2 separate regions of the Athene noctua genome follow, and region 1 is linked to region 2. The links are chromatin contacts, called in public Hi-C maps. All regions are on one chromosome and are shown on one strand. The core of a region is the stretch at or near the end of the contact, and the rest is flanking DNA. Distances in the headings are between cores, read along the strand shown. Region 1 holds the start of WIPI1 (WD repeat domain, phosphoinositide interacting 1). Region 2 holds the start of CEP112 (centrosomal protein 112).

Evidence for each region. Hi-C and Micro-C count contacts between places; a contact is called where the count stands out from the background.
Region 1: a Hi-C map of heart shows a contact between it and region 2, with 3 times the contacts expected there. The contact joins the promoter of WIPI1 here to the promoter of CEP112 in region 2. A contact is called at or near these places in 2 of 2 Hi-C or Micro-C datasets (heart and liver).

What each region holds. Positions count from the first base shown.
Region 1 is chr18:11,880,003-11,882,702 of bAthNoc1.hap1.1, forward strand. It overlaps WIPI1 (WD repeat domain, phosphoinositide interacting 1), which reads right to left and starts at 1,271. Exons shown (of 13, transcript XM_074922047.1): 1 at 1,132-1,271. The coding sequence starts at 1,202.
Region 2 is chr18:11,390,929-11,393,628 of bAthNoc1.hap1.1, forward strand. It overlaps CEP112 (centrosomal protein 112), which reads left to right and starts at 1,332. Exons shown (of 27, transcript XM_074922183.1): 1 at 1,332-1,569; 2 at 2,452-2,606.

The sequences.
Region 1 (2,700 bases), core at 21-2,520, 490 kb after region 2:
TCCTGTGGCTAGTAAATGAACAAACAGGCATTAGCTCTACCCAGGAGGCTGCAAACAGGACCTCTGTGACATAAAAAGGGGCTGTTTCCTAAACCGAGAGCTGACCTATTTGCACTGACACCCTGAGTTGTGAGGGCTGGGGAAGCTTTGCTCTCCCTGCCCACAGCAGTGGGTGCAGGCATGCAGCGCAAGGCACGCTCATGCCAAGTGCTGGCTCCACTCGGTTCCAGATATAGTAAGCAGCAAGCTCTAGGTCTTAAATCAGCAGCCAGCCCAGAATACCACCGCACAGCGCTTGTGCTGGTGGCGGTGGCCAGTAGGTTCCTGTCAGCAGCACATCACCACCCATCAAAGCGCTCTTTGTTTAGCCCCAGCAAATGCAAAGCGGGGCTGCACAGGTAACGATATCTCCAGGGGTGAGGCTGGTATCTGTGATCCTTATCTGGTACCCCATAATCCGGGCTAGGGCTGCCAGATGTGGCTCGCTGCTTTGGGGTGGTTGTCGTCCCGGTTGGAAATGGTTCTTAGAGGGTTGGCTCTGCAGCGGGTAAACCCCAGGTTAGCAACGGTGTAAGGGCGAGAGGCTCCAAGGAAACCCTCTGTTGTCTTGAGGTGGTGGGGGGGCCACGCTTTGGCACAGGCTGCTTGCCAAGAGCCCGCACGGAGCCCTGGGCAACTCTGCCAGCTACAAAGTGGCCACAGCACAGGCCAAGGGAAAAAGCCCTCGGAGGGAGTCACTTCCCTGACCATCCAAACTGCCTCCCAGACTGCTGGGGAAGCGACAAACCAGCCATTCCTCGGAATTTGCCGCCTCCCAGGGACCCAACCTGGGGGCGACTGGGATGTCAACCGAGAGCCGGGTGCGCCCAAAGCGGGGGGCGAGCGGTAGGGCCTTGTGAGCCGGGGGACCCCACGGGGCCAGCCCCGTTCGGGCCGTGGGGAGAAGCGCCTCGCCCGGGGCCCCGCGGACCCGTGGAGGGGTGTGTGTGTGTGTGTGTAATCCCGCGGGGGTCCCGCCGTGGGGCCGGCCCCGCTCCGAGCTGTCACGGGCGGTGGGGCCGGGCCAGCCCCGCCCGGCTCGGGCTCCGCCGCGCTGCCATCGCCCCCCCGCCCGCCCCCCGCCCCGCTTACGTGCAGTCCTGGTTGTAGGAGAAGCAGCTGAGCGCCGCGGGCCCCCCCGGGGCCTCGGCCGCGGCCTCCATGGAGCGGGCGCGGCGGCTCGGCCCGCTCCGGCCCCCGCGCCGGCCCCGGCCCGCTTCCACGGCGCCCAGGGGCGGCGCCGCCTCCCATTGGCCCGCGCCTCGCCGGAGAACCCGCCCCACCCGCGGATAGACTCGCGGATTGACCTATGGACGAGGGGCAGGCGGGTCGGTCCCGCCTCCCGGGTTAGCGGAACCGGCTGCTATTGGCTGGCGGCGGGGAACGGCTGCGCGTGGCCACGTGGTGATGTTGTCGTTGCATCAGACGGGCCCGGGCAGATGTTGGGGGGGGGGGGGGCACATCTGGGGGCGCATCGCTGCGGTACGGGGGGGTGGCGGCTTCCCGGGGGGAAGAGGGATGGGGGAGCCGGTGGTGACACCGCTGTCACCGCCGCCCACCCGCGGGCCGGTGCTCCGAAGGGGCGGTTTTTCCCTTTTTGACAAAATTTAGACGCTAAACTTGCAACGTTTGCGTAGGGAACAGCTTCTAACGCCGCTGCTGCCTTGTGGGGTCACATCAACTGGGCCGGGGGGGGGGGGGGAGGCAAGGAAAAACAAACCCCAAGCCAGTCCCTAAATGACCGATGTTCTGCAAGTCAGTCCGATGACATTAGCAGCGCACAGAAACGCAGGGGCAGAGCCTGCAAACCCCCTCATTAGATGAGTAATCCTCATGTGAGTGCTGAAGTCATTGGCCCTCGATCACTTGATGTGCACCACAGGACTTTGGAAAAAAGAGCCACATGCAATACCATCTCCATGAGGCAGACTCCATGTGGACGCATATATCCGCCTCGATTAATCCCCCTTTGCAGCGTGTGGGCCTTCGAGTGTCCGTAATAATTCCCCTGTCACAGAGTTTATAACCTGCAACTGTGACAATGATAGATTATGGGGAGGAAGTATGAAAACACACAGCTTCAAAACATTAGCTTGGAGTGAGGCGGATGGCAGAACGTCCCTGGGACACACAGCGCATGAGGGACACTGCAAGGGCTGCTGCAGGGGAAATAATTTTAAATTCATCATGTTTTTGGGGGAAAACATCTTCTATTCATAGGGGCCTAGTGGGAAGCTCTAATAAAACCCCAAAATTCAACAGAATAGCTGGTTTTGAATGTCCTGAGACTGTCCCTGTCGATCAGCACACTTGGATTTTGAAACAGGGATGTCAGATGGAAAATGGAGTTGTGGAGCAGGAAAAAGCTTAAAACAAAACAAAACAAAAACCCAACAAACAAAACCAGGGAGTCGGTGCCTTGTAGTTCAAAAACCAGCTTCTGAGCAACTGTTGCTTGGGTAATCACCATGAGCTGGTTTTAAAATTAAGACTGATAGAGCAGAGCCACAGAAGTATCTGAGACTTGGGCAACACAATTGTTTTTGTAGCTCGACTGATGCAACTATGTTGGTCAATCTTCCTTTCAGCTAGCTGCCTACAGGGGCCATTTAGTTAGCAGAGGTGGGAGGAACAGAGAGTTCTTGTCCTCTGCTACAGTGT
Region 2 (2,700 bases), core at 82-2,581:
GAAGAGCTTACTCGTTTGAGATAAAAGCACTTTAGACACTATACATACAGTAAGGCCAATGACAGATTTTGAGGAAAGGTAAATAAATGAATCAAAGAGGTCAGATATTTTATTTGGGGTCATACTCACCCACAATCATTTCACTGACTCAGGAAGAGATTGAAGAGCTGAAAGGACTGGAAGATTTCTCTGATTCTGTTGGATTAATTGTTGTTTTCTTGACATGACTACAAAACAACACGTGTAACTACATGACTATGAAACAAAGTGTAAACTGCATCTTTTGTGTAGAAATACCAGGCATTCACTTTTACATTTTTCTATTCCGCAACACACCATCACATTCTCTGTCCTTGGGATAGGACAACCCATGAAACATGAGCAGTATCGAGCAAATGATGTATCTGGGGCTTTGGGCAACCTGCGCTAGCAAAAGGTGTCTCTGCCCGGGACAGGGGGTTGGAACTAAATGATCTTTAAGGTCCCTTCCAACCCAAACCGTTCTGTGATTCTATCACAGTAAATGTTTTAAAGTGAACTCAAAATCACACTGTTATCTACGAGGATATACTTGAACAAATTTCACTTAGAAATGCTCAGAAACTGCAGATAGAATTGCCTCTGCAAGTATTCAGCCTGGACCTGCAATTTCAGTCTCATTTTAACTGCTCATGTTTCTGGCACCCACTACGGAGCTACAAAAACGTTGCTCTGAGTCAAAAGCTACTTCTGATTTACTGACCTTTGATTTCCGAGTGACAAATATTTTTCACTGAGCTTTGAGTGGAAGCTTCCCCCCCCGCCCCCCCCCCAAATACCGATCACAATGAAGATACAAAACTAGATATAGCTGATATCCTCCTGGCGATTAAAACAAAGAAACACCCCCCAAACAACCCGGAGTCATCTCCTGCCGTTTCTGCACCCTCACTCCTCTGGTCCAGGCTCTCCCGCCGTGCTGAGCCGCCGGGTTTAGCCCCCGTGTAACGAGGCCCCAAACCGCCCTCATTAAATTTCTGGCATCTCCCATTTCTCCCTTGGTGCTCCCTCAGGCTCCGCTGGGCCTCGTTCATATTTCTAATGTGCCTGCACGATCAATAAAATATTTATCCATGCATGTGTGTGTGGTTTTGGGTGGCGGGCCCGGCCGGGGCAGCCGCTACGGACCGTGCGCGAGGTGACGTTAATCACTTCGGGCAGTAATTAACGAGCGCGGGCTGTGATTGGGCTCTTGCGGTGTAACGGGGCCACGGCCGAGGCTCCGTTTTGCTCTCTCAATCCCAAGAGTTTTTTCCGTACCGGCTCCTGGGCAGGAATAACGCACGCACACACACCGCCCCCCCGGCTCGGGGCTGGAGGCGGCGCCGCGCGCCCACCGCCCGCCTCAGGCTTCCCGCCCCGGGCCGGTGCCCACGGAACCGGAAGCGCGCGGGCCGCCGGGAGCGGGGGTGCGGCCGGTTTGAACCGTTGGCCGCTCGGCCGGGCAGGCGCGGCGCGGGGCCTTTCCACCGCTGGGGGGGAGCGGGACCCGCCGGCCCGGCCCGGGCCTGGGCGCTGCGGGACAGCGAGGTAAAGGGGGCGGCGCGTCCCGCGGGCGCTGCGGGGAGAGGGGCCGCGGGGTGCCCGGCCGGGGGTGCGGGGGGTGGCGCCGGTTTGGGGCCTCAGGTCCCGCGAATTTCATCCCGCGGGCGGGGTGATTCGCTGTGGTAAACCTCGGGGCTCCTGGCAAGCGGTGCGGTGAAGCACCCCGAGGGAGGGAAGCGCTGGTTTTCGTCTTGTGGGGGACGCGGGCGGAGCTCGGGGCCGGGGTGCCCGGGGGGGTACGGCCGGGCCTGGGCCTGGGCCTGGGCCTGGGCCTGGCGCGGGGAACGGGGCTTGTCCCTGGGGAGCGGCCTTGGCGGCTTCGGCCCGCTGGCGGTTGTGTTCTGCTTAACTTGGTAGAGACGTGCTAATCTGCAAGCTCAAACGTACAGAAAAATGTACAAAAAGCTGGGAAACTAATGACAGGTGACCTTGGATGAAGAGCTCTTGTTTGGCTGTCTTTTCAGTACTGTGTTAAAAAAACCGGTTCTGACAATATTTGTTGGTTCTGTAACTTCTAATTTACAGGTCTATTTGCTGTTCATGCTCTTTTGTCCCCTCTTCTTAAAAAAGAAAACCCCAAACAACAGACTAATTCTAAGGAAGAAAAATTAATGAATGGGGCTAGGACACAAATGCCGTTAGGTGTTTTATACAAGTGGTGTGTAACTGGATACATTTCTGTATGGCTGACTGTTTATTTCCAAATCTAAACGGACACATTTTTGTAGATTACACTGAATGTCTGTTTGCAAAGAATCACTCGTAAGTTTATGTTTATTTGAACATAATAAAATACTTTTATTTTCCATGTAGTTCCAGAGCATGTTGTTGCATGGCCTAAGATGAACAGAGACTAATGTGTACTAGTATTTGATCTTTTCTACTTCAATGGGAATCATTTTGCAGGTTACTTGGTGTTCTTTCAGAATGAATGGTGAAGAGGAAGTATGGGAAAATCTGGATGCAGAATTTGACCACTGTGTTGTGGATATGAAGCCTCATGTTCTAAAACTACAGCATAGGTCAGGTAAATATGGTAAAATGTGCGTATAGAGAAATGCAATAACATTCTAGGTTACTGATAATTATTATGTGTACTTATATCATTTTGTTTAC